Linked DNA regions of Drosophila melanogaster: region 1 is linked to region 2. Evidence: chromatin contacts called from public targeted proximity ligation data. All regions are on one chromosome and are shown on one strand. The core of a region is the stretch at or near the end of the contact, and the rest is flanking DNA. Distances in the headings are between cores, read along the strand shown.

The links.
Region 1: a contact with region 2 is called in a targeted proximity ligation map of the Kc167 cell line, with 2.1 times the contacts expected there. A contact is called at or near these places in 7 of 107 Hi-C or Micro-C datasets (the D17-c3 cell line, the Kc167 cell line, the S2 cell line and 2 more) and 1 of 7 datasets of targeted methods (the Kc167 cell line).

Annotation. Positions count from the first base shown.
Region 1 is chr3R:15,288,010-15,292,540 of dm6, forward strand. It overlaps CG45218, which reads right to left and starts at 2,790. Exons shown (of 2, transcript NM_001300407.1): 1 at 2,493-2,790; 2 at 2,300-2,438. The coding sequence starts at 2,634. The coding sequence ends at 2,326. All of the region lies in intron 3 of Tm1 (Tropomyosin 1), which reads left to right.
Region 2 is chr3R:14,737,628-14,742,864 of dm6, forward strand. It overlaps eff (effete), which reads right to left and starts at 3,692. Exons shown (of 6, transcript NM_169601.2): 1 at 3,380-3,692; 2 at 2,753-3,313. The coding sequence starts at 2,776. jvl (javelin-like) reads left to right here and starts at 3,955. Exons shown (of 6, transcript NM_142132.4): 1 at 3,955-4,964. The coding sequence starts at 4,551.

The DNA.
Region 1 (4,531 bases), core at 1,540-4,039, 550 kb after region 2:
CCAGACTGGTCACACTGCCCCATCCAGCAACAGCTGGTTCCAGTAAAAAAAATTCACGTAGCAATTTTGGCCACAAATTACCCAAAAATTAAAGTAAATTATTGCATTTTGTAAATATTAAGGAATTAACGCAACATAACAGTTTGTAAATATACACAAAATACCAATTGGAAGCAGTGGTCAACACGGTCAACACGACCCTAAACATAGTCAATCGAAGAAAAACCCATTTTAACTTTTCAGAAAAAACACAAGTGCAGCCGCAGTCGGGCAAAACAGTTGCCAAACCGAAACAGAGGCAGCAGAAACAATTGTTCAAAAGTGATAAGGCGAAGGAGAAGTCCAGCAGGCAGCAGAGAAAGCGAGCCGGCACCAGGAGCACTCGCAATCCGAGGACGCAATCGGAATCTTCGGGCCTGTCATCCCGTTGGTGTTCCATCGAAGAGCAGTTGAACCTGCTGGACGACCTGCTCTACTACTGCGATGAGGAGGCCGAACTGTATCTAGCCCAGCTGTACGAAAGGTTCGAGACACTCCGGCGTAGCAGGAGTTCCTCGCCAGTGAGCGATTTCTGGAGCGATTCCGACATGGAGCACGATGACTCCAGCACCAGTGGCACTGGCAGCCATACAGCCAGCAATACCAGTCTAGTTCCCGCCTCGCTGAAGCGTCGTGGCCACCAGCATCATCCGCGATTCTCGGGCACTCGCCGTCCCAATGTGCCCAATGTCCAGGAGATTCTGGCCGCACTCTATCGTGGCGACTCAAAGAGCGCCCTGTCCAATCTGAGAGGAGAGACGCAACCGGAGGAGGAGCAACCACAGCAGCAGACGGAGGAGGTGCTGCCACCCAGCAGAAGCACTTTAAGCCTGCCCCTCAGTGAATCGGTGACCAATTCCCTGGGCAGCAACAGTCCCACGCCCACAGACGAAAGCAGCGTGCAAGATGAGGGGGCCAGTAATCCGGCAGCAGCTTTAATAGCTGAGGATGCAGCCCCACCAGCAGGCACAACCACGTCCAAGAGCAAGAAAAAGAAGCGGGAGAAGGGTGAAAGGTCAGAGAAATCGGACAAATCTGAGAAATCCGACCGGAAGAAGAAATCTTCAGGCAAGAAGGAACGCAGCAAACGATCCAATCCCATGGAGCAAAGCAGCGACAGCCTGGCCACCGATCTCAGTGCCGGGGCCATCGATGAGGGCATCGCACTGGCCGACGACGATGACAACCAAGCGGCGGAATGGTCCAAGTTGCGATGCACCAGCGAGGCGGCCGAGATTGTGGCGGAGCGGGAGGCTCGACGGAACAAGGGACGTTGTGCGGATTATCCGGGACTCGCCTTTGGCAGATCCATCTTCAGTTCGGACACCATGATGAAGTTCAACATCATCCGCAACGAGCTGCACAACATCATGAACACACAACTCAAACGGGTAATTAATGGTCGAGAGACTTGGAGTTGTTTGCACATTCCTTACTAATCTATATATTCTTCAAATTAAGCGAAGAAGCCACCTTGTTGTCGTTGCTGTTGTGCTGCGAAAAGGGGACTCCAAAGTTTGGTTAGGTTTTTTTTTAGCAATTGCTCCAATTTGTTGCTGTCGTTTTTCGCATTGCAAAACGATTACGTCGTCGTCTTCGTCTTTTCGCGATTTTCTTGTTGTGCCTTAACCCTTGGCTGGCCCCAGGGTCTTTACTCGGCCCTCGTGTATTCTTTTCGCCATAGGTAAAGATTAAGCTGCGGTATTTCTTGACCCACATCGTTCAAATCACTTATTTCTCTCACCTTTCACTAGGCAGAATCGATTTGCTTATGAATGTTGTTTGAATGTTTTTAATAGTGCGTGAGTTTCTAGAAATAGAAAAACTTTAACTACGAGTTTACCAAACAAAATTTAGACAAGCATTCTATCTTAAAAGTATTCCATTAATTTGGGCAAATATGTTTATTTGCAGGCAATTGTTTAATTAGTTACGCAATTGCTGGAATATCTAACGGTACTCGCCGGCCACCTGTTGCCCTCCCCCTCTATCACTCTCTATATCGCCTACTGTTGTGCGGGTGGTAGAAAGAGAGCATCCGATAAGACCGCTAAATGGTATTAGTGCTTTTTCATTTTTTTTTTTTAATTTTGCTCAGTGCGCTGAAAAAGGCAACACAGTTTGAAAAGCCAAAAGGAAAACCCGGCCATTTATGGCCAAAGCATAAAACAGTGCAGTGCCGCAGTGCCGCGGCCAAGCTCGATTTGCCAAAATTGGCCAACAAATTAATTATTAAACGCCGATACTCGGCACGACCTTCCACTATTATTTACTTTTAATTTCTCTTCAATGTCGCCCGGCTAAAAATGGGCGAGCGCTCATTGTTTGCATTATCAAAACAATTACGCCATCGCCGGGAAGTTGGGAATAATGTGTGGCTATAGCTACAGGTGGTTGAGCTGTTCAAAGAAAAGCAGTTAGCATAACGCTATTACTCATTACGTTGCGCTTACGTTGTTTGCTGATAAGCGTGATAAAGCGCCGGCTTTGTGTTTTCCGTTTGCCGTAGTGGAAGCAATTAGTGGAACGAGTGGGAGGGGGAGAGGTTGCGTTGGCACACACGCACGCACACACCTGCCCAATCGCCTTACTCATCTTCCTCGCTGACCATTTTACATGCCCGATTTTTGCATAATATTACTTGCCTGGAAATGACAAAAATCCAAAATATTTCTTCACTAATTAATGCCAAAACAACAACAATGTCGACATGGACAGAATTTTAGCGGCTTTTAACAGGTTTTCCAGTCGCACACACACGCGTCACCATGCACACACACGCGCACCGTTTTAGGCGAGGCAGCACAGACAGACTGGAAGGCAGTAGCTGCAGCGGCAGCAGTTGTCCCGCTCGCACAAACCACCACCGCCGCTTCGACGGGCGATTCGATGGATTCATTTCCAGTTACGTACTCGTCGCAGTCGCGTCGTCGTTGCCTCTCTCTGCGTTTTTGTGTTTTTGCCACCAAATAGCAATATTCAATATTTAAACGTAGCATATTCGCCTGCCAGTTTTGCCATCAAACACTGCCCTTTAAGTTCAATCCCAAGCCAGGGTAAAAGCAGTTGAAGTTGAAGCTATCGAAGAAAAAACCGGTGGTTCGTTCACTCTGTGTGCGAGTGTGTGTGCGTACCGAGCTCTTTCCTTTCGGTCTGTGTGTGCGTGTGTTCCATTCCAAATTGAAAATTTAATTTGGTGTGCTGTCCGAAAAGGCAGAGTGCTTCTTCAGTCAAGAAAAAATCGAGCTCAAGTGCCCAGTCAACATAAGTTAAAAAGAAAGAAACACCCACAACCTCTGTGCTAAAGCCAAGAAGAAAAAAAAAACCACAAAAATGACGACCAGCATTCCACAAGGCACTCTCTTGGACGTGCTGAAGAAGAAGATGCGCCAGACCAAAGAGGAGATGGAGAAGTATAAAGACGAGTGCGAGGAGTTCCACAAGCGGCTGCAGTTGGAGGTGGTGCGCCGCGAAGAAGTAAGCTCAGCACCAGCCACTTACTTAATTTGCTACCCCTTGGTTTGGGCAAACAAACGACTGCGTGACCTGTCTTCCGAATTTTGCATAAATCCTACCTAAATGACGGGAAAAAAGACTAGATAGTCCAGCGCATTTCTTTCGCCCCCTCTCTCTCTCTCGTTCTCTCTTTTCTTTTACTTTTTCGTGTGTGTAGGAGCGGGACAACGCATGTGTATGAAAAGGTGGCGCTCTCTTGTTTTTTGAGCTCTCCCAACGGCTCTCTCTCTTTTAGCTGTTGTTTTTACTCTTTGTGAATTTTTCCAGTCTGGCTGTTGTTCTTTTCGTGGTGAACGAATTTTCGGGCTCAGATACAGGGTGGTTCCGGCCCCGTCCCTCTTAACTCTATTTTTGGGCTAACTGTTCTTATCGCTGACCAAATTCATTCACCTTTCGAATTGTGTGTTATCTCCCGCTTGACAGCACACACACACACTCGAGCATTAGCATAAAACACACACACGGTCAGCAGTCGCTCTCCCATTTACATAAGGCCAAAAAGGAGGAAAGAAATCTTTTGAAAATTGAGCGATTCGGTTGGCCTTCTAGCTTTCTGCTTTCTCAGCGACAAAAAAAGAACAGAAAAACAAAAACCGGCTTTAAGTCCGGCAAAGAAGCCACATCGTTTAGCTAGCGGTGTTCTAAATTCGATTAATTATGATTTTTACGCCACGGCCATCAATAAGTGGTTTAATTCTCCTAATGCCTTTCCAGCTTTTTTGCCCGATGGCTCTGCCTTGTTCCTAATTCAATTCTAATTAGACAATTGAGTGCGCGGGCTCCTTTAAGCGTGTGTGTGTGTGTGTGTGTGTGTGTGTGTATGCATGTGCGCATATGACGTCATTGCTGAGGGAGCATAACTTTGAGAACAGTTCAAACTCCATAGCACGAACTTCCCTTTATTCTCGTGTTGAAGACTGTTAAATAAAACTTCTTTATTCTGCTCGAAGTTCGCCCTGAGCAAGCTTCACTGTAT
Region 2 (5,237 bases), core at 2,442-4,941:
AGTCAAACCTTATATACTACCTACTTTCTGAAAGCATAGGTAACAAACCTAGCAATTGCAATACAGGAAACCCCAAAAAGAATTCTCGAAATGGGAAATGGTCAAAAGTGCATTTCATGGATATCTGCTTATGTTTTCCGGTAGTCGGTTCTTTTGTTTTGCTCTATGATCCAGCTATATGTACATACATATGTATGTATGTACCACGGTTTTCCGGGTGTGCGTACATTTTATGCTGTGTGGTTGGTATGCAAATGATGTAAATTTTAAATGCAGAATTTAAAAACAGATATGTGGGGATACAAAATAAACATTTTTATGCGAGAGCTTCGTTCGAAGCGAGTGCGAGCGAGAGGGAGAGACGTGAAAAATCAAGTTCGTTGGCCCGGACCACAAATGGCGCTGTCTCCTTCTGCCCCACCCCCCGACCAGTCGCTCCATCCCTGTTGCACTCGCACGCACACAGCTGAGCGGCTCCCCTCCCTCTCTCTTACACTCCGACTCTTCTTCACTTATCACAGCTGCCCCACACACACACACTCCAAACGGGGAGAGAGAATGAGGTGTAAGGTAAACCGGCAAAAAAAAAGAATATATATATAAAAAGAATAATGAAGATGAGCTGCGAAAGAGTAGCGCGACTCAGTGGAGAAGTAAGAGGAGGAGCAGCAGGAGGAGGAAGAATGAAGGAGAGTGAGAAGACTGAGCTTCAGTGTATGCGTGTGTTTGTAACGGCACCACAAAATCAGAGTGGAGCACAACAAAAATAGCCGTCGCGAAAAACACCGTGTTTCTTTGCCCCATCTCACTTACTCATTTTGGGAATTGTACCTGTTGAGCAAAAATAAATTACAAGAAATTGTTACATTTCTTTTTTCGTTGGGAGTCGGAGCGGTTATGACTCATATCAGACGAACAAATGAAGTAAAAACAAACACGCACACTTGTGCACAGCAAGAAAATTCGATAATATTATCAATATTAGACCAGGTGCACTACCAATACAAACTTCTATTTAATTCTTATTCGAATAATTAATATTGTGAACTTTAAGAATTGGTTCAGTAAGACTAAATGCCATATGCATTGGTTCTAAAGCCCATTTCGTTCAGTGTACGGTTCAAGTGAGCTCCGATCGGCGTTTAAGCCGTTCTCTCTCGCTCTTTAACTCTCTTTTTTGGCAAATGAGGCCATCTAGAGAAAAAAGGCTTTTGAAGAATTGACCACAAAAAGGGGGCGTGAGTGATTTTAAGAGTTTACTACAATGTATACTTTTATTTCCGGTTTGCCGCTTGCCATTTCGTTTTCATTTAGGCAGGCATTAAAATGTTATAATGGATAGAAAACTACGAAAAACGAGGAAAACTCAATGGCCATGACGCCGACGCAGGCAGCGCTGCTTTTGTCGAGACAGTCAGCAGACCCCCGCCCCACACATTCAAACACAAATACACACCACGCTCACACATACGCATAGATATGAACAAATTCCGCATTCGCTGCTCATTTTGTATGTAAATTATGCTTAATTATAATTTATAACTAATTATTTGGGGGCCCCCTTTTGGCTGACGGTGTTTTGCAACACTAAGCCCCGCTAGCACTCACACACTTGCGCTCTCTTTGGCTCTGCCCCATTGCGCGAGCGGGACCGAATGAGGCCTCAGCTGTCGCGGGCAAAGGGAATGCGCCAGGGCCAGAGCGAGATGGCATGCAATGGCCATAGCCAAGTGATGGCGAGACTTTGTATTTGCGAGCGTTTTAATGTGTGTGTGTGTGGGGTATGACTATGATAACCGGCTTCAAACGTAAAAAAAGATCCCAATTTGCCAAGTAACATTTCCACAACTTCGAGATATTACTAATGCTTTTGAGGAAGGCTGGGATGACTTTGAAAAAATATCGGGTTGTCAGGGCCTTGAACATTGGGGTGTAAAAAAGCATTTACTGGACAAGGACAAACGACGCGCAGGCACTTTAAAAATAATTATCGAAGCACGCACGCTAGAACCACTCTACCTAAATACATATATAAATATATATGCTTGGGGGCAGCACTATTTCTGAATTATCAGCGCAAAAAGTAGGGTTAGGTTAATTTTATACGCTTCTTGCTTTTGCTCTGTTTTATTTTTTGCTGGATCTTTCTGCGGCGCTGGCAGTGTGTGCGTTTATGTGTGACTGTTGCGAGGCTGAGAGTGTGTGCGAGTGCCGTGTACAGCGTGTATTGGGTAACAGCGCCCGTAGAGCTGCGAAAACTCCGCCGTATAGTTGCATTAATGTAAATGCATCCAGGTGCCCGGCACACACGCACACAAACAATGCACATTTGCATTGCACTTTCACGCACACGCATCGCACACACACTTATCCCACACTCTCGCAAAAGTAACGGAAGCGATGACTGCACTACACGTTGCCTTGCCCACCACACACACACATCCTTATACCTTTTTCACCACCCTCAAAATTTCTAATCTGCTCCTAATTACTAACTTATTAATTAAATGGTAACTCCACAGCTCATTTTCTCCCTTCCCTCTTGCACGCTTCTTTCCCCCCGCTTCTTCTTTCTTCTCCTCGGTTACTACCTACGTTTCACATTTCTTGCATAAAATTTTTCTCCCGTTGAAAACTGATGTCTGTTCGCTTTTTTTTTAGACTATCATTTTGGTGTATCGCAAAGGGTTCTGTTCTTTCTTTTTTTAGTCCGTTTCGCAAAGTTTTTTGAGATATTCCTTTTTTCACATACCTTATTGATTCTTTTTAACGCCATTTTCTGATTGAAATTTGATTTTCTGGGTTGTGTGTGTGTTTGGTTGGTTGTGTGTGTGTTTGGTTGGTTGTGTGCTGGTGTTGGTGTCTCGCGTATTTCTTTTGTTCTTCGCACAGAATTGGGTTTTATTCAATATATAATCCTCCTGCTTAGAATTGAACGAAAAACGAAACACAAAGCTGCGTTGCGCCTCTAGAACTTTGATGCTTAAATATGGCTCTTTCGGTTGAGTGTCCCTTGTCACGAAATAAAGCAGCACCAGCGCACTGCAAGTAAAAACGGCGACCCGACGAAGACTACGGCGACGATTATTTTTTCACAATCAATGCGGGGCCTTTCGACCGTTTGTGCGATAGAGACGACCGTTAGTGAGCTGAGAACGCAACGAAGCACAATCGTTACACCGAAGTGTAAGCCCGAGCGAGAGGAATGGTGTGTCTGTGTCGTGTGGTAGTGTTGTGAAGCGGAAGTCCAGCAGAGCAGTCCAGCTATATGACCTTTTCGCTAGGGGTGGCCAGATCGATTGGGTGGCAACGCCTTTTAGGTGAGGGATGAATCAGTTAATTACAATTTGATTGCCAATGCAAGACTCTTCATACTCACTTTAGTTCGGGAACAGCCAGAAGAAATAGTTTTACCGGCAGCGAGGAGGTGTTATATTTTATTCGAACTACCTTCTTATCGATGGTGCGTGCGCCCAAAAGCTTGCAACTTGTATGTAAATTTGTTAACACCCAACGTGTTGCAGGCTGCCGGAATGTTTTTACTGAGCAATTTTGAGATGTTGGTAATCCGAGTTCTTGAAAACTTTCCGACTAGCTACTGAGTTCTACAACTGAATTGACAGGGCGTTATTTTAAAATTTAAATTCACTCCAGAGCGCTGGTCTGGCAAGGCCGACGTGCCAATTCAGGATACTTGTCGATATTTTCCGTTGTGCTATCGATAGTTTTTGGGAATAACAGGCGTTAGTAGATTTTTAGTATTTAGATTTTATTATCATAAGGATGAAAATATTTTTAACAAAATAAACTGGTTCATTTAATTTAACTTTTTATTTTCTCACTACTCCAAATGGCGCTTCCGCTGTCTGAAACTGCCGTTATAATAGTATGAACAGTTAAAACAATCGACGGTAGCTGAATTTAATCAATGCAGCCCTCTTACCCTATACATCGATAGTATCGCATAAACATCGATTTTGGTTCCAGCTCTAACTTTAACTGTCTGCAAAATATTTCAAACAAAAGTGTTTGTTAATTAAGTAATATACTTAATATTAGTGGCTGTTTTGCTTCGACATTGATCGAATTGCGGTTGTGCAAGTGTTTTGTTTGATTTGTTGGCGTGTTTTTCCTAGTTTGGCGGCCCTTTGAACTCGTTCGTGTATCGCCATCTCTCTCCCACCCCCGCAATCGGCTTCGTGCGTATTTTTTTGTGAATTTTTACACAGAACTCACACTTTTGTATGGCCCAAGAATTTGTACAATATTTTTGCACTTGAAAAACAAGAAATAATGAAGAAAGCCAAGATAAACGCGACGATGTGCAAGTGCTAATCATTCAGTTTTGGCAAGCGCTGAACTTCGCTGACTTCTTGAACAGCAAAAAAGATGGAGGAGGATAATGCCAAGGTCCTAAGTAATAACAACAAGAACAACAGAAACAACAATAAGGGACGCCAGCAGCTGCAGGGACACGCCCACAGCTCCGCCACCGCCCACGCCTCCGTCGATATATTTATATTCGATTTATAGTAGCTGTAGTTGTAGTCATGCCAACAACAAAAACGCAAACACAGACAACAACAACTTGCAGCGAAGAGGAAGAAGCGGCGATAATACGAGAAAATTGCGATACGCCAATGGCGACCCCAGCAAATGCAACAACAGCAAACACAACAACTGCAGCACCCATAACAACAACAACAACAACAGTAAATACGCGCAGACAAGAAGAAGCAGCAGCAGTAGCTTCCACACCTAGTGTTACGAAAACGGCAACAACAACAAACATACTAGCCGCTGCAGCGGGATGCCACAAGCCGTTATTCTTCAGCCGCCGCTTTCAGGACAAACGGAACTTTAGCTCGCTACCGCTCTTCGTCTACGCGACCTCGCCATCAACGCACGCCCACTCAGCGGACGGAGTAGGCGTGGCCAAGGAGGCAGCCGCGTTTTGCCACAAGGTGAGTTTGTTGCACAAAGAACCAGATAAACTTGTAATATTAGGAGAACAAGGAACTTCTATAATTGCCAATCAAATATAATATATCCCCTTTAAGTTATGTATTATAAAATGTAGTATTTTATTTAAACTTTGATAATGCCATTTGTATGTATTTAGATTTAACCCCAAAACAGGAAAAGAAAACCAAAAATAAAGAATTCTGGTTGGAACAGAGAGTTTCCAGTTCGAGGGATTCGTTTGGCATGTCACAGAATTGTAATTGTAATAAAAC